Regions from separate parts of the Mus musculus genome. Here regions 1, 2, 4, 5 and 6 are each linked to region 3. A link is a contact called in public Hi-C, HiChIP or PLAC-seq and promoter capture Hi-C data. All regions are on one chromosome and are shown on one strand. Each heading gives the region's core, a stretch centred on a gene start, on an enhancer-like site or on the middle of the called end of the contact. The rest is flanking DNA. Distances are from core to core; before and after follow the strand shown. Region 1 overlaps Ttc29 (tetratricopeptide repeat domain 29). Region 2 holds the start of Anapc10 (anaphase promoting complex subunit 10). Region 3 holds the start of Lsm6 (LSM6 homolog, U6 small nuclear RNA and mRNA degradation associated). Region 4 has its middle 62 kb from the start of Gm6360. Region 5 has its middle 24 kb from the start of Otud4. Region 6 has its middle 26 kb from the start of Gm6360.

Evidence for each region. Promoter capture Hi-C pulls out the DNA fragments that hold promoters and counts their contacts. Hi-C and Micro-C count contacts between places; a contact is called where the count stands out from the background. HiChIP or PLAC-seq counts read pairs in DNA pulled down with a chosen protein or histone mark.
Region 1: a contact with region 3 is called in a promoter capture Hi-C map of hippocampal neurons, with 4 times the contacts expected there. The contact joins the enhancer-like site here to the promoter of Lsm6 in region 3. A contact is called at or near these places in 9 of 39 promoter capture datasets (the 3T3-L1 cell line, the C10 cell line, cranial neural crest and 4 more), 10 of 115 datasets of contacts at active chromatin or transcription factors (the 230-238 cell line, the NIH/3T3 cell line, acute myeloid leukemia and 7 more) and 2 of 9 other capture datasets (adipose tissue and pancreatic islet).
Region 2: a contact with region 3 is called in a promoter capture Hi-C map of pre-B cells, with 4 times the contacts expected there. The contact joins the promoter of Anapc10 here to the promoter of Lsm6 in region 3. A contact is called at or near these places in 4 of 39 promoter capture datasets (cranial neural crest, hippocampal neurons, liver and 1 more), 6 of 484 Hi-C or Micro-C datasets (CD4 T cells, CD8 T cells, effector CD8 T cells and 2 more), 1 of 115 datasets of contacts at active chromatin or transcription factors (bone marrow-derived macrophages) and 2 of 9 other capture datasets (adipose tissue and liver).
Region 4: a contact with region 3 is called in a Hi-C map of embryonic stem cells, with 1.8 times the contacts expected there. The contact joins the enhancer-like site here to the promoter of Lsm6 in region 3. A contact is called at or near these places in 2 of 39 promoter capture datasets (the C10 cell line and pre-B cells), 1 of 484 Hi-C or Micro-C datasets (embryonic stem cells), 2 of 115 datasets of contacts at active chromatin or transcription factors (embryonic stem cells and large pre-B cells) and 3 of 9 other capture datasets (adipose tissue, embryonic stem cells and pancreatic islet).
Region 5: a promoter capture Hi-C map of liver shows a contact between it and region 3, with 2.7 times the contacts expected there. The contact joins the enhancer-like site here to the promoter of Lsm6 in region 3. A contact is called at or near these places in 10 of 39 promoter capture datasets (the 3T3-L1 cell line, 3T3-L1-derived adipocytes, cranial neural crest and 5 more), 3 of 115 datasets of contacts at active chromatin or transcription factors (the NIH/3T3 cell line, bone marrow-derived macrophages and embryonic stem cells) and 1 of 9 other capture datasets (embryonic stem cells).
Region 6: an H3K4me3 HiChIP or PLAC-seq map of embryonic stem cells shows a contact between it and region 3, with 4 times the contacts expected there. The contact joins the enhancer-like site here to the promoter of Lsm6 in region 3. A contact is called at or near these places in 1 of 39 promoter capture datasets (hippocampal neurons), 4 of 115 datasets of contacts at active chromatin or transcription factors (bone marrow-derived macrophages, craniofacial prominence, embryonic stem cells and 1 more) and 1 of 9 other capture datasets (embryonic stem cells).

Annotation. Positions count from the first base shown.
Region 1 is chr8:78,232,287-78,234,986 of GRCm38.p6, forward strand. All of the region lies in intron 5 of Ttc29 (tetratricopeptide repeat domain 29), which reads left to right. Among named protein-coding and RNA genes, the nearest start is that of Ttc29, 20 kb to the left of the region's middle. Within about 2 kb of position 1,440, at least 7 of the 459 cell types and tissues checked have an H3K27ac peak or open chromatin away from gene starts, as enhancers often do. A contact at or near this core is called in hippocampal neurons, where this site is marked.
Region 2 is chr8:79,710,467-79,713,353 of GRCm38.p6, forward strand. Anapc10 (anaphase promoting complex subunit 10) reads left to right here and starts at 1,297. Exons shown (of 5, transcript NM_001357234.1): 1 at 1,297-1,378; 2 at 2,687-2,813. The coding sequence starts at 2,699. Abce1 (ATP-binding cassette, sub-family E (OABP), member 1) reads right to left here and starts at 1,274. Exons shown (of 18, transcript NM_015751.2): 1 at 1,077-1,274.
Region 3 is chr8:78,819,850-78,822,549 of GRCm38.p6, forward strand. It overlaps Lsm6 (LSM6 homolog, U6 small nuclear RNA and mRNA degradation associated), which reads right to left and starts at 1,303. Exons shown (of 5, transcript NM_001191004.1): 1 at 1,199-1,303; 2 at 138-236.
Region 4 is chr8:78,133,150-78,135,849 of GRCm38.p6, forward strand. No RefSeq gene overlaps it. Among named protein-coding and RNA genes, the nearest start is that of Gm6360, 62 kb to the left of the region's middle. Within about 2 kb of position 1,397, at least 4 of the 459 cell types and tissues checked have an H3K27ac peak or open chromatin away from gene starts, as enhancers often do. A contact at or near this core is called in embryonic stem cells, where this site is marked.
Region 5 is chr8:79,614,442-79,617,441 of GRCm38.p6, forward strand. No RefSeq gene overlaps it. Among named protein-coding and RNA genes, the nearest start is that of Otud4, 24 kb to the right of the region's middle. Within about 2 kb of position 1,515, at least 21 of the 459 cell types and tissues checked have an H3K27ac peak or open chromatin away from gene starts, as enhancers often do. A contact at or near this core is called in liver, where this site is marked.
Region 6 is chr8:78,096,951-78,099,650 of GRCm38.p6, forward strand. No RefSeq gene overlaps it. Among named protein-coding and RNA genes, the nearest start is that of Gm6360, 26 kb to the left of the region's middle. Within about 2 kb of position 1,336, at least 34 of the 459 cell types and tissues checked have an H3K27ac peak or open chromatin away from gene starts, as enhancers often do. A contact at or near this core is called in embryonic stem cells, where this site is marked.

The sequences.
Region 1 (2,700 bases), core at 190-2,689, 590 kb before region 3:
TCTGTGATTAAATCCACTGTTCCCAAGTCTTTCCCCAAACTGCGGTACCTCTTATTCTCGGGTGTGCTTTCTGGTGCTCCCCCCGCCCACACACACACAAGCATGGTGTTCTGGGTGACTGACTTTTTTGCCTGTCCTGGAGTTGGTGCCACAGCCCTCTTCATGGATTCAGTTGTATGTGGTGCCCCTCTTTGTTCCAAATGCTTTTCTTGCATATTGCTGTTTAGTAGGGATTTTAAAATTGTCACTGGGTCTTCAGTGAGGATTGCACCAAATTCCAATGTTATTCTCCAGTGTACTGCAAAACGTGAAGGGGGTTTTCCCATGTGTTTTTAATAGGTACATATTGCCAACAAAAAGTTTCCTCAGTTTCTACGTTTCTTAGACATTATGGGCTTTTAACATTTTAAAATAATTTTCTAATTTTTTCTGAGGTGATCATAAAGTTTGCTAAGATGATAATAAAATTACTAAATTTTCTAAAATTGGACTATATCCCTCAATTCTGGGGTAAAACCTACTTACATGGTGTAGCTTTGATTTGTTCTCTCTCTCTCTCTCTCTCTCTCTCTCTCTCTCTCTGTGTGTGTGTGTGTGTGTGTGTGTGTGTGTGTTTGTATGTATGTGTACATTTTCATCTAAATCATAGGGTTAACCTGTAATCTTTCTTTTCCTGCCCTACAATTTTATAGAAAACATTGGGAGGTTTAAATCAGATAATTATATGCCAAGCGTTGCGATCAGCATCTGTACATGAAAGACTATGGCTGTTGCTGTAATTAGGGCTGTGCGGCTGCTGTGCACAGCTGCATCTGCTTTTGTGCTCCTGCCTCATTCTTGATAAGGTTCGAAGCGACTTCTCTGTCTTTTATATAAGTAGCTGTTTGTTTTGTGAGATGCCCCCCACCTCCTTCTATTTTATTATCTTTCAGTTTACCCTTGATGTGTTCTCTTCTGCTCTGTCTTTGGTCTAATTTCATTGTGTCTGTTTCGTTATTTCTTTCTGTCACCCTGAGTTGGAAGTGCCTTCCTCGCTCGCTCGGAACGGCTGCTCCCTGTTTTCACAACACTCCTGTGGGAAGCTTCCTTCTGACCTGAGGACGCTTGCTTCTCAGGGATGTGATGTTTGGGCATCTTTAAAACCCCAAATATGTCAAGAGTCCATAAAAGGCTTCACTTTGAAGCAATGAATAAATTAGAGATTTGTTTATGCATTTGCAGACGAATGGTTTTTGTGTGTGCTTGCTCTCTGCTGCTTTCATTCAGTGGAAATGAGGGTTTGAGGAGGGAACCTTGGCTCAGATGATACACCGTGCATGATATAAGCTCATGAAATTTCCAGTGTAGCTAGTACAGCCAACTTTTATAAAAACAGTCTTGTACGTTTTAGAAATTAATCCATGTTGTACATTAATTTGCTGAACAGTTGGCAGACATAGCTTTTGGGATCCAGTCACCAGCTTGCTTGAGTCTGTTATTCCCTTCAGCCGGGTATGTGTTAGCCATGTAATTTTTCTTTTACTGTATCTGTAAGTTTCTGAGAGAAAATTCATTTCAATCACTTTGTCTTCATTGTCCTGTTGATTCTCTACATGTTGAAGCCGTTGCATCTGGTGCATTTTTTTCTGCCTGCCGTATTTCTCAGTGATCCATCCATTTATAGACCTCTGAGCCTTCTGCTCTTCTGATTGTTTTTCTGCTTGAATTCTGTTCTGTGTGCTGTTGATCGTGCTGCGAAGGCTGCCTGCTCGCCTCCTGTTAGCATTTTCAGTGTTGTTCAGGAACTAGAAAGAGACAACGCACTCCCTGCCTGCTCTCTATTTTATGTACAATTTTTTTTAAGTTTGAATTCAACATTGTTTTGTATTCTCAAAAATACCTTCTCCTTGTTTTACAACACTCTTGCTAATTACAAAACTTGATTTTAAATATTGTTAGTCCTGACTAGTAATTTTCTAGATATTCATGATAGCTGCCATAAGGTCAACATGCTATTTATGGCAAGTTATCTCTCCCAGACTCTGTCTTGGCAGAGGGTCAGAATGATCAGTGTCTGTGCTTTTCATTATTGCGCTTCTCACCGCTTTCTGGAAGTTTGATCCCTCATGCACGGGGCCTGCGAGGAGCATTCATCTATCTCTCTCTCTCTCTCTCTCTCTCTCTTTCTCTCTCTCCCTCTCTCTCTCTCTCTCTCTCTCTCTCTCTCTCTCTGTGTGTGTGTGTGTGTGTGTGTGTGTGTGATACTCATCTCTTTATAATGATAATCAAAGAAGGTTTACTCCAAATGCCTTATAACTCTGTCCTTAAGTCTGACAAGGGAAAGCACACCCTGAACTTACCTTTCATGTGGAAGAAAGTTAAAGGATGCTAATGAAAACTGTGTCATTGGTGAGGCAGTCACCTTAGAACCACAAAAATCAGTTCTGGAGTTGCCCTTGAGCATTGAGATGTAACCTGTCTTTTTACTCAATTTACCATAGGTTTGGTTTTTTTTTTTTCCATCTAAAAAATACAAAATGACAGTGGTAAAATGAGCCTACGCTCGTAATGAACTTAATTTTTCAAAAGGAAAAGGAAGAAGTAGGTTTAGCAGAGCCCCTGGGAAAGGGGACAGAGAGGCGGCTGAGGGAGCGAGGAGGTTCTGAAGAGGTGAGGTCTTGTTCAGTTTTCACAGCAAATGTCATCACCTCACTGAAGAAA
Region 2 (2,887 bases), core at 47-2,546, 890 kb after region 3:
AGAGGTGAGCTAAGCAGTGCTATGAAAAGATAAAACCTTAAATACATTTTGGTTCAAAAATATTTAAGCTTTTTGATTATAGTGAATACATTATCAACTGACAGACACAGGGTGACTACTTTCAGCATACAGGACCATAGGCTACAATACAAATGTTACTCTAACTCCGTAGTTTGTAGTCCCTTGGAAGAAAGGGCAAAGCAATAAAAGCTTTTTGACAGCTATTCCTTAGTTACCATTTTTACCATCAAAATAGAGAAAATACTTATGTAGCTCTTGAGGTTCAGAAATTCACCTTTGACCATCATTTATTTGCAACACATACTAAATACCTACAATGTATTAAGCCTAGAAAGGATATTTAAAGGCATTTTGAAGACAGCATCCCTGATGTCAAGAAGCCGAAGAGGTAATAAACAAGAGATTAAGTCACTAATGGGAAGAGGACAGGGTGCTACAAAGTGCTTCTCGGAAGTCCTAAAGACAGGCACTCAACTCGGAAACTCACTTGGTCTACTAACCGCAGTCCCAACTGAGAACACGTCGCTCTATGAGAAAGATAGAACGTTTGCCTATCATTTCCATAAAGTCTGGGACTGGACTAGGAGCACTGGACTTCATGGCGGCAAGATGCTATGAGTCAGTCCACAATTATTAAAAAAAAAAAAAAAGGATTACTTCTTACAACCAAATGCCAACATAGCCGTCTGACTGTGAGGGGAAGCTTGGGGGATCTGCTGGGTGCGGAGCGTCCTCCACAGAAGGGTTAGCTTGAGGGTGGGAGCGGGGGTGGGGGGAAGGGGCAGTGGAGGGTGGCGAGCAGAGGCTATGGCATCTGCGACCGTTCTCGTGGCAGCGGGCCGTGTCTGGAATACAGACGCCCTGAGGCCGGGATGGCCGAACGGACGCGCGCGGAACGCTCCGGCGTCCCAGATGTGCAGCTGGAGCCGGTTGCCACGCGCTACGGTCTCCGCTACTGAGGCCTAACTTACAGGCGTTCCGACTGTGTCCCTAAGAGTCTTCCCAAGGTGGCAGCCGGCCGCCTAACACCAAACCTCTCCCGCGAATTCTCGTACCTGGAGACAGCGGGCCCCTTACAGCGGGGCGTGCAGTAGCCAAAGCAGCGCTAGCCGTCAGGTCTTAGCACACAGCGTGTTCTTACCGCCACCGGCAAAGATGGCGGTGCACAGCCGCCGCCTCGCGCAAGGCATGAGGGCATAGTGCGCGTGCGCGACAGAGCGCAGAGTCGGCGCCCTGGAGGGAGTGATGACGTTGGTGACGTCATTGCGCCGCGACGCCAATGAACTGAGGGAGCCTAGAATCGTCGAGCCGCAGTGGGAGTGGCGGGGGCCTGAGAACCGGAATTGTGGCGAATCAGGTGTGTAAGACAGCGGCTCTCCCTCGGTTTAGAGAACTGTGTGCTAGCGGGCGCAGGTAGAGCCCTTCTCCCTAGTCTCGGCGGCGTTAGGCTTGCTGTCTCCTCAGGCTTTGTGGGCCTTGCTAATCCGGTAAGACGGAGGTGGTAGGCAGGATCCCAAGTCTAATTCTCAGCTCCTTCAGTATTACTGTTTAAGGCCAGGAACCCATTTCTTCCCTAGCGTTTTGTCTCATCTACTTGGCTGTTCTTTGAATTTTGTTCCCGTGTCGAGATGGGCCGCCCCTCTCCCCCTACATCTCCAATGGCATGGTATTCATGTTTTAACGGAATGTATGTCTCTGTGATTATGTAAATTATAAATTATTATTGTTTGTGCGGTGGTTATAAGGATAGTTTGGAATCCAAAGGGACGTGTCAAGGTGGTGGTCTATAGTTATGTTAGCCTTGTAGCAGAACTTTATGGAATTTATTATAAGTATAATTTACAATAGTGTAAAGTAGCCATAAAAGTCACCGAAACAATTTAACATGGTTTTCACTCTCCAAGAAGTTTTTTTTTCATACTTTTCATAGATTTACTAGGATTAACAAAAGGTAAGGAGGATGAAGGAAATATGAGTGATTATTTTGCCATTGAAATTTTACTTTATTTTTTTTTTTTGATATATTTCTGTAGACAGAGTATTGATAGCTTATTTCTTTGCCGTCAGTGAAATTAGCCAGTTTAAGCCAGATTAGAGTATATTAAATGCAGGTTTATTGGGAAGCTGATCTTAGATGGGCGAGTTCACTAGCCCCAAGGACGAAGGCCAGGGAAATCTCCATGGGGAAGCGGGGGGGGGGGGGGGGGGTAGGAAAGAGAGAAGGGGTTGAGTGCACGCAGAGAAAGAAGTGGAAAACAGGAAGAGAGACCAAAACGTCTGGTTTATATAGGGAGAAACCTCTGGGGGAAGGGCAGCCCAGCCCTTGGGCTGGAAAGTTCAAGGTTCCAGGCAGGATATCCAGATAGGGACTGAGGGATGCTGGGAGAACCTGGAAGCCAGGTCCTGCTTTGGTATTTAAAATATGCATCTCATTCCCTGGTCCCGGGTCTGAAACCAAACAGGTATCTCTGTGTAGTCCTGGAGCTCACTGTGGTCGACCAGGTTGACCTGGAACTCAGATTCTTGTGCTTCTGCAGCCTTTGCCTCCCTGAGTACTAGGATTACAGATATGTGCCACAACGCTGGGCACTGAAATTCTGTTTTTATATTTTTGCAGAAGGATTGTCATGGCATGGTAGAATGTATATTGCTTGTCTCTCTATAGAATAATTTAAAAATGACCACACCGAACAAGACACCTCCTGGTGCTGATCCTAAGCAGTTGGAGAGGACAGCAACAGTCAGGGAAATTGGGTCTCAGGCTGTTTGGTCACTCTCTTCCTGCAAACCAGGTAAGCAAAACAAAACCCCAGACTATGATAATCATTATTTACAATCAATCTTCTCTTCTCTTCTCTTCTCTTCT
Region 3 (2,700 bases), core at 53-2,552:
TCCAGTCCCTCAATCCAAAAGTAGAAAATAAGCCAGGGAGTTAAAAACAAAACAAAACTTTCTTTAAAGAAGTTCTATTATCTAGTAGGCCACCCTTCAGTGAGAGAAGAGCTGCTGCAGTCGTTAGGGGTACTCACTTGGGAGGCAGGAAACCTGAGTTCTAATCTCTGCTACTTAATTATCTGTGCAGCTTGCGTAACTCATCACCATTTCACCTGTCACGGCCCCAGGCTCATCTGCAAAATAAGGAAGTTAGGCTAGATGGGTACTGGCTGTCTCTTCCTGTTCCAGCATCTGATTAACATGTGCAGTCAGTCAGTCAGTCTGTCTCTCTGTCTGTCTCTGTCTGTCTGTCTGTCTGTCTGTCTCTCTATCTCTCTCTCTCTCTCTCTCTCTCTCTCTCTCTCTCTCTCACACACACACACACAGTCACAGCCTGCAAGTTCAAACTCCCAATAGTAATTCCAAAGTGAGGCTGTGCTTTGCTACTTTAGAACCACAGTAGGCCCTTTCACGGTTTTGAAGAGCCAAATAAATTACTAACACTTTAAGAAAAACCAGTCTCGCAATGTGCAAGAACCATCTATGCTAGTAATTGAAAATTTGAGGAATAGAAGTTAAGGCATCACGATATCGTTCGGGATGCGAAAATGAAGCAAAAAACTCACACCCAAAGACGTCAGCCTGGGAAACAGCTGAATAATTTATGAGATCCACACAATAAAACAGGGGGCCCAAACGAGATCAATGAATTTTAAAATCACAACTTGTCTCATTTTAATGTAAGTATAAAACTAAATACTGGTGTGTGGTTAAAAAACTTGGTGGTCTTAGCTGAAACAGAAACAGGCCCACACAAGAGAAAGGGAGTTGGTGTGCCGAGGCCGTCAGCAAGGACCATTTCCTCCGCTCGTCTGTATTTACTTTCCGTCGCGCAGGGCTCGCGGGTGGAGGAGGGCGCCGAAGTCGCGCGCCACCGTAACCCTGGGCGCTCACCCCAATCGGCGCGAAGCGCGCGCGCCACGGGAGCGCGCCCGGCACCGCGAGCCCGCGTGGCCCAGACCAGCGAGCATCTCCTGGGACGCAGGCCCGGCTCGAGCCGCTCCCCGCCAGCCCGGACCATCCGCGGCCTACGCCAGCCGCTCCCACCCGGAGTGCCTGCCCGCACCCATTCATTCCTCCCAGGCCGCGGGCTCACCTTGCAGCCGGATCCAGAACGCTCACAGGCCGGGCTTCCGCGGACGCGCGCGCCGAAAACCGAAACCGCCCCCGGCAGCGGCTTTCCCATCTCACCCAATCAGCGTCCTCCTTGCCTATGGCGACCCGCGGGGATCAAAAACAGTCAGAACGCGTTAGTGAGCTGGCTTCCAAGACCGGGTTTGTTTAATGGTACCGTCGGCACCCAGCCAGGGCTTGAAGTAAAGGTCCGATATTCTGATATTCTCTCTTTTGCCAGAAAATAGAATACGAAAGCAAAACAACCAACCAAGAGCTAGAAGTGATCTTGTGTGTGTGTGTTTACAGTAAAGAACCTTAAAATATTAAGAAACGGAAACTTACAGTTAAAACGATGGCTGTTGAGCACCCCGAAATAGCCTTAAATAATTTAAAACAAATACAAGTTAAAAGCCTCAAACCCTCAAACTAACTTCTGCATATAAATTAAATGTATGAAGAGATTGTTTCCATGGGAATGCTGAAACAAAAAAATAATTCAAGCAACTCTGAATTATAACGGCATCAATTAGAAAACGTTACAAATTAGTTTAATTGGAAACTGCATGCAGATACTATTTAAGTAGTGTATGGGAACTTGGTTAGGGATACTTCATGAATTCTTAATGCATGCTTTTTATTTATGGAAGAAAAAAAGTCACAGGAAGACAATTTCTTCTACCCCCACGATCTCTTTATATTTTAACTTATATTTTATATTTATATTTTAAATTTTAATTCTGTTTCTGTTGTTTAACATTCAACAAAGTTATAATACCTTCAAACAACAGCTACATAACCCTGATAAGTGTTACAGGATCTAAGATGCAGAATTGTTTTCTGAAACACAAAGTGGATTCCTCCTTTTCTACGTGCCTTTGATTGATATCCTGGACAGTGATCTACCTGCCTTTGGTTGATACCCCAGACAGTGAACAACTGGGTGGAATTTGGAAAAGAACAGGAACATCCTTCTGTCTGTCTGTAAAATTCCAGTTGATGTCAAGACCAAATAATTACAGACATTGATCAAACAGCATTTTAGGCTCTTGAAATATAAAATTAGGAACACAGGTAAAGTCACATTTAAATCAAAGAAGGAGCACGCTATGCCTTGTCCCTAAAATAAAAACTGCTTTATAGGTCAAATTGGGGGCTGAGGATTTAGCACAGTGGTAGCATATCTAGTGTGCATGAACATCTCTGGCACCACAGCGGTAGTGGCATAGTGGCGCTCACACCTGTAATCCTAGCACCCAGGCATGCGTGCAGGAAAATCAGAAATTCAAGATCATCCTCAGCTACAGAATGAGTTTGAGACCAGCCTGGGCTATTTGAGACCTTGTCTAAAAAAAGAAAAAAGAAAGAAAAATCAAATTGTGCTACATACTACATTTCTTACTGACTGTAATTATGATATGCGTATTATATAGAGAGATGAAATAGGTAGGTAGACATAGATATAAGCATAGCTGCTCTCACGTT
Region 4 (2,700 bases), core at 147-2,646, 690 kb before region 3:
TTTGGTTCCTAAGTTCTACCACAGAAGATACCAAGATTTAGGGTTTTATCAACAGAAGCGTGGATATTTGTACTTTTTAATACTTGAACACCATCATACGCATAGAAAGTTGGAAAATAAATGTAGTCACTTAGATGAGGGGGTCATAGAATTTTAGAGATGGGTTTTTGAACATTTTAAATAGCATGTTAGTGTGAATGTGTAATCAGGTATTGCCTACCCAGAGGTAGCCAGTGGCTATGAGATGAAGGACAGGCTCAAGGCGTGAAGAAGACAGGGATTAGAGAGCAGCCAAAGGCAATGAACGCAGAATGACTGGGTCACTTGTGATGCCTGTGGGACCATGTCAGAGAAGAAAGCCACCACCAGCATGAAGGTGGGCATGTGGGAGTGTTGGACCAGGTATGCCAGAGATTATGTTCCCACACTCACAACTTCAAGTCCCTAATTCCTGGAAAAGGGGACTGTAAAGGAAGACATGGATCAGCAAGCATTGTAAGTTCCCTGTGTGGGGAAGGATATATAACTCAACAATCAAACAATGTAACTCAACAGTCATTCTTGTCATTTATATTTATCATTCATTCATCAGTGAATTGTTAAGCTCTTACTATGTATGGGACATTATTCTTACAAGAGAATAAAAGAGTTATAAAGTGGTATCTGTCTTTGAGAATCTTTCATTTTAATGTATGAGGTAGATAATAAACCCTCAAACACATATACTCCTACTATTACTATTTTAACCAGTAATAATAATGACTAATACCCATATGACAGTCTTAATTGCACAATAGGTAATATATCCTATTCAAGGTACCATGTCCTAGGTAGCAGGCTATCTGATAAGAAGTAAAGGCCAGCAGATGCTGTATAGATAATAAAGGCCATTGGATGTTATGGAAACATTTTGCCAATGACGATGCTGTATAATTCAAAGTAGCAATACAGTTTTTGGAAGCTGAACTCTTAGATGTAAGTAAGTTACACTATTTATATTGGAACTCAGATATTCTCTCTTTCAAACAGGGATAATAAAGTTAGTTACATAGGTTTGTATAATCATAAAGTCAGATCACATTCCATAATGTGTGATATCTCACATAGTCCCGGCATATAGTAAATGTCAAAATCAAACACTAAGATGTGAAGCTCAGTGATAGCAAAAAAGAAAATTTGCTTGTGGCTGGATGTTTCTAGGAGAAGAAAGAACTTTCTTCAAGGATCTAGTGATCCAGACCGAGGAGGAGTATAAAGGAGACAGAGCCTTCCAAGGGAAGCTACTGCTAAGAAATCGCCATTTCCAATAGAAGAGGCAGAGGCAGTCCAGTCCATTCAGTCCCGCCCCAGGGGAGCGCAGGAGGTCAGACCATTCAGTCCCGCAAGTCCTGGAGCTCAGGGCTGGAAGGTAGAGAGGGGGCCAGACCACATCCAGCTGGTTGATTCTGGGTTCACCTGGCAGTGGACAGCAGGCTCTTTATACAGAGGTAAAGAGGAGGACTTGGCCTTCCTTTGTGTTTGTAAAGCCTCATAATCCTCTCTTGTGCTCTCTGCAGACTCACTCCATCCAGCAGGAACCGAGATGAGATGTCCTACTACTGTAAAATGAAAAAAAAAAAGTGTTCACAATGTGGGTTTTATTTTCTTTTTCCTACAATCATGTTCTAGGTTTATCAACAGTTCAGCTTCATGATGAACAATCCAAACTGGGCCAAGTTGATGTGAAGGCTAGCTCTAAGGGCATGGTTTTGTTGATTATTTGGTGTAGGAGAAAAACATGGGTTTCATAATGGCAGGATAATAAGAATTACCATCATCATCATCATCATTATTGTCAAAAAAGGGACCTTCAGAACCTTGACCTTTTCTCAAAGAGAAAGTAAAAGTTTGTTAATGCAGAACCAGGGCGTATGTGGGAAGGACCGGTAGTGGTCATGGCTGGAAAATAAAGGCAAATGGAGTTTGTGCTAGATTTAGCAAATACTGTCTTCTATCATTTTTAGAAATTCATTTAGCCTGTTAGGTAGCCTCCTGAAAACGGTAACTGGGGATAATTGGGGTCATAATACCAGTAGATTAGACTGTGATATCTTTGTCAGTGCTGACCTCTAACTCATACAGGTCATTTAATCAAGAGAAGATGAGTTAATGGTGTAACTTTATGGAGGTGGGCGGCAGACCTCAATGTAAAATTTATATTATAATGTATATGCAAATTTAACACATCTGATACTCCTAATAAAAAATGTTTAGAGAGAACTACTCTTTCAGTATATTCTTGTTATAGTTTAGTACATGTGAGAAACATACAGGGAAGTCCTGGGGAAATGCAGGGCCCATGTATCGTTATAATTAAGGCCCATTTATCATGATAAGTATCCACATGTTTCATGTGAAATCTTCCATTAAATACCAGAAAGATGATTAATAGTCGGAACCATTAATGTGGCAACTTGGATTCTGTCCTTATTCTGCAAGATACCCAGTGACTACTATGGATCTTTCTAAATGACATGAAACTAGAACTCCCAGTTGTCATCTTGGGTTTTGTATTTTCACTAGGCTTAGTTAAAATGCTTGATCCATTTTAGTTAATCAGACTTTCAGAGATAACATTGTATGGTACCCGTCATGGCTGATGCTTACAAGTTGCATTGCATAGCCTTAAATATAACAAGTACTTAATATAACTGAGTAGGT
Region 5 (3,000 bases), core at 265-2,764, 790 kb after region 3:
TTTTCCCCCCAGTCACCCTCTTCCACATGGCTGATTCTAAACTCAAACTGGACATAGTGGTTTAGCTGATTGGGTCATATGGTTCTTCTCAGAATTGAAGCTTTGGTGTTTGGAAAGGTCTCAGATGTTGGGCTCAAGGGGGACAGATTGGAGAAGTAAGTTTATCAGAAGAGTTTATTAATGCCATGGGTGGGCAGGCAGACAGCTGGCGGGGGCTCTGAGGAGGAACCAGGCCTACCTGGCAGGGGTGGGGTCCCTTTTTATAATACTCCAAAAGGAAAGGTCGAAGCTTCACTGCTGAGACTGCACCTGGGCTTTCAGATTCCCCAACAGCCAACAAGGAGAGGAATGGGGACAAAAGTGAAGGCAGCTACAAACCTACTTCCTCAAACGAGAAGTCCAAGCCCCTGAAGGTCTGATAGCTGGGAATTCACAGAGGGCTCCTAGTCATCAAGATCTGTGACGGGGAGGGCTGCTGAAGGTGTTACAGCCTACGCGGCAGTGTGGTCTGGATTCTAAAGTATTCATTCTTCTTTTCCTCTTTTCCTTCCTTCTTTCTTTGATTTTTTTTCTTTGACAGGAACTCACTATGTAGCCCTGGCTGGCCTGGAACTCACTATGTACTATGTAGACCGAGATAGCCTCAAACCCGAGATCTCCCTGCTTCTCCCTTTTGCCTCCTGAGTGAGACTAAAAACACATCTGGTTCAAAACTTCATCTTTGAATTGTGGACAACTCAATAGTTTCTGCTAACAGCAAGAGGAAAAATAAGAACAAAGGGAGTCTGTTATGTGGTAATAGCTTCAATCCGTTATTTGCTGTGTTTGAAAACCAAAATTTGACTGATGTAAATTGTGTTTTTTACTTGTTATAACATTATGAGACACAACTCCGGAGACACTGGGTAGTCAGCATACCCACACATCTCTTCAAGGCTCTCCAGGAAATTCAAACTACAGCAAATAAGTTATTCACAACCTTAATAATCACTTTAATAAAACTAGTAATAGCCACTCTGTGGCCTTTAATACTGATGCCTGGAGGGCAGAGGCAGGCTGATCTCCATGGGTACAAAGCCTGTGTGGTTTACAGAGAGAGTTCCAGGACAGCCAAGGGGACACAGAGAAATCCTGTCTTACAAAGCAAAAACAAAGCAAAACAAAAACTACTAATAACTTCAGTGAACAGACTTTCGTGGATAATTGTTCAAAGTAGTTTAGAACAAAAGACTGTTGCAATAAACAAAACAACCTTTAAAAGGAACTTTGTTTTCTGATTGCTTCTGAGGCTGCTCCATAGGAGGGATTCATGCCTGGCAAAGCAAACCTGGCTTTGGAGCCTTAAGCAGAGAGGCCTCAGGTACTGGTGGGGAAAGCACTGGTACTGTTTTGCTAAATGGGCCTGGTGTCAAATTGCCCTCTAGGTATTTCTGTTTACATGCATAGATTAGTGCTGCTCTTTGCCCTGGCCGGAGAAGGTTCTGTGTGCAGAGAGCAGCAGTGAGTACAGAGACTCACAACTCATCTAAGTGCTGGGAAGAGCTGACTGCTGGGTGCGTAGGCCTGATGGGACATCTATACTAACCCTCCAGGGCTCAGAGCACATCACGGAAGAGGAGACAAAAGGAATGTAAGAGGTGGAGAGGAGGGAAGTGTGCTCTGAAATGCCCTTTCCTGGCTCTTCTGGACACAGCATGACCATGGTGCTGGTGAACTCACAGCATGCGAGGTTACCTGCACAAGATCCATGACATCACAGATGACGAAGGTGCTCTTTAGGCCCCAACCCTCAGGGAGACTAATTGGCAGTTAATGTTTGCTTTTTTCAGTGGTGTAAACACAGGTAAATTGTCAACCTGACCGTAAATAACCTTTAACCCCTGTTGGTGCAAGCAAGCATAATTAAACTCAGCAGGTCACACAAACATACACACACAGACACATACAGAGACACAGACACACACACACACAAGAGTAAACTTTTATAGTTCAGCAGGAGAGAGAGATGAAAGGCTAATGGGGCTGAATAGAATCAGAAGACATTAGAATGGGGTACTGTGGGAGCCCTTAATTCTAACACTCAGGCAGGGTCAGGTGCCTCTCTGTGAGTTCAAGGCAAGCCTGGTCTACATAGCAAGTTTATGGTCAGCTGGGGACTACACAGTAAGACCCTGTCTCAAAAAAAAAGGAGGAAGAGGGAGAAGGAGGGGAAGGACATATGTATGAAATTGTCAAAGAATAAATTAAAAGAACATTTAAATAAAATAATTTCTTTTTTAGTTTTTAAAGACAGGGAGTCTCAATGTAGCCCTGGCTGTCCTGGAGCTCACTCTGTAGACTACACTGGCCTTGAACTCTGAGATCTGCCTGCCTCTGCCTCTTCAGTGCTGGGATTAAAGGTGTGACTTCCACAGCCAAGCTTTAAATAAAATAAATTTTTACCTTTGTCATAAATGTAATCTCCATTCCAGGTGCAGTAATGCTGACCTGTGTATATTTCCCAAACTAATGGAAAGTAATCTCAATTTGATATAACAACTGAAATGTTAAGGCCAGGCGTAGTAACACAAGCTTATCTGCTGCCTTCTTCATTGTGTGTCTTTGCCCAACCTCCATATCTACTGCCGTTTTTAATGTCCTCAGCAAGCAACGTTTTAGAAAAAAAAATAAGAGAAAGCAACTGGGGAAAATATATTTAGACGAGACTTGGTTGTATCTGTTCTTTATTTTTCTTAGGGGGAAACAAAAAGTGGCTGTGGTTGGTCAGTGGTGTTGTAAGACTAACAAGCCTTAGCTTACCAGGGAACTCCCCACCCCCCACCCCGCCCCGAGTGAACAACGAGGACCAAGAATCGATGCAAAAGCAAGAGGAATTTATTGTTCCAGTGCACTGGGGTCATCCCAGACCCAAAGGAGAAGCGGCAACTCCCCTCCCTCACCAGTGACCCTTTCAAATTTCTATACAGTTTCCCGGGGAGGAATAGAGCATCAGCAACTAGG
Region 6 (2,700 bases), core at 86-2,585, 720 kb before region 3:
AGTTTATTTTCATTTTGTTTATGAGCATCTGCTTGGGGAAGACCCTGTGGTGGACTAGGGAATTCAGGCAAGCAGCAGAATGTCTCTGCCCTTGATCTACCGGCTGTGGTGGTGAGCAGTGCACAGGTAGACCAGGGTGCAGTTAGCATGTGAAAAACTTTCCGGAGCCTTAACGGAGGTGCTCAGAGAAGAGTGAAAGAGCTGAGCTGTAAAGCATGCAGCGTGATAAAAATGAGATCGTGCGTGAATAGGACAGCCCCGCTACACACGCTTTACATGGGCAGACTCTCATCTCGTTTTAAAGCAACCCTGCAAAGTTGTTTTATTCCTTTCCTCATTTTCAAGTGAGAAAACTCGGAATTCAACAGAGTTGGCAAAGCTGTGAGACCTAGAGTCAGTGTCCAATCCAGAACAAAGCATTCTCGAGTTGCACAGCCAGGATCGCTGCCCGGCGGGGTTCCTTTGCGTTGCTCCTGAGCCAAATAATAACGGAAGGCATGGGAAAATTGAATGTTTGCTTCTCAAAAACTTGTCATAGTAACTATTACACTACGTGCAGTAGATAATAGGAGTATGGAGATATCACCTTGGTTTGATAATTTTAAGCAGGGAAGTCTGAAGGAAAATAAGGAGCGAGGAAGATCGCTATGGCAGCAGAAAGGCTCTCGGAAACCTGGCGCATCCTCTGTCCTGTGTAGAGCTGTAGTTTTGAACATCTTTGGGTACCCAATTAAGGAAGCAGTGTATTACCAAAAGGGATGCTGAAGTACTATGTTCATCCAAGCTCAACTTATGGGTTTCATATAACCAGCATCATATTCTATATAGGAGCCTGGAGGATTTTTTTTTGTTTGTATGTTTGTTTGTGTTTTGATTTCTTAAGCTTTAGCCAGATGAGCCCCTGAAGGGGTGTGGCTTTCAATGAGAATCTCAGAGTAAGTCACACTTTTCCTGTTGAGTAAATTCTCAGTAAAGCTGCCAAATGAAATTCTAGCCCTAGAGAAAACCATTAAGCTTAAGACACTTCCCGAGGAGAGAAAAAATATTCTTGAGGCAAAGGAATGCTTTATTAGAAATCTCCCATAGTGTTTTACAAAAGATCCTGACATTAACACGTTACCTGGAGGGCTCTGAGCCAGGGCCCATACTCGTTAGTTTTCTATTGATGTTGTTTCTGACTAGGATTCCCTTCTACATTTCCTTGCTTGTTTGCCTTAGAAGCCCTGCATTGATATGCGTGTTTACATCAGACAAATGGGGAAGCTACTCTCCAGCCCAGGGGAAGAAAGAAAGATACAGGGGACAAAGCAGAGTGTTGCTAGGGGAGGGTGCCAGCAGCTGCGGTTCCTTCCCATTGCTTATGCAGTAATGTGTACTAATGAGCTCCTCAAAGTCCCTCCTCCTGAGTGGGCGTTTCCATCTCCTAAGAATCAGATATCTCTATTTTCTTTGGTACTTTTGTAAGGGCCCATGATTCACTGAAGAATGGTACTCTGAGCTCAAATAGTATGAAACACAGTGTTTTACTCTGCACAAGTCCAGCATGCTGTGCTCTCCCACTACCAAGATAGAGAGACACCCAAGTGAGCTTGCAGGCCTGACTTAAAGCACATTAGGGATGTTCCGGGAGGGTGACCTCTATGTTAATCTGTCGGGTCCGCCTCTACTGACATTCCATTACCGGGGTGTGGGGGCTGGGAACCTGCTGAGGAGGTGTGGAAACTGTTGCTGAGGAAGTAACTGAGGAAGTCTGGAAACTGCTGCTGACCCATTGTCCTTGCCTCAGGCCAGGTGGCAGGCAGCTTCTGAGGCCTGGATTTGCCTGGACTTGCCAAGTTCTTGTAGACAGAGATTTAGGCCTAGTCTCCTTAACTGCCGATTTGAAGCCTGTCATGGAATCAGCCCAGCCTTCTCTCTTTAATAATCATATTTGTTAGTTTCAAATTACAGTAAATTGGATGGTGGGTACCTTCTAAACCATTAACCTTCCAAATTCTAAATTCTAAGGCCTAGATATGCTGTTAGCTGACTGTGTTGGGAAGAGTTAGAATGAGAACATTTTCGGATGAGCTCACTGGCTTAAAGTATCCACTTTTCTCAATCACCTTGTACTTCAAGCAGAATCCATGATTTATAATTTTTAAAATTAGGTCAAGAGGGAAAATGAATTTCAGTAACATAGAAGCCAGGGTGAAGTGGAGTGCCTAAGGCAGACATCTGCCTGTGTTAGGCACATGTCTGCGTGGCTTGTTTTAGTGTTTTAAATATGGACTATGTTGAAGTTGTAGCAACTTCATCTTTGGAACACTGCCCCACACACTCCCTCTACTGACACACCGTGTACAAACACTGCTTCTGGGCGTGTGAGATGGAATTTCCCCAGAGGCCCACAAAGCATTTAATGAAGTGTGAAGCACAAACATTTCATTACAACATATTGTGTACTTTTGCCTTTAATAACTACATTCTTCATCCAAGAAGTCTCAATAGCTTTCAAAAATGAATTACAGTGGTATTATTTCCCCCAGAATATAGTTTTTCCGTGACGGCAACGGCACTTTCCTAAACTATTGTATTTATTAGCAACCTGTTGCCCTTCGACACCGGGGCCATTTTCATCGACCCTGATCGAGTGCGTATCACTTAAACTTCCTTTAGAAATTATTAAAATAATTTTGTGTTATTGGATTCTCTTGCCTT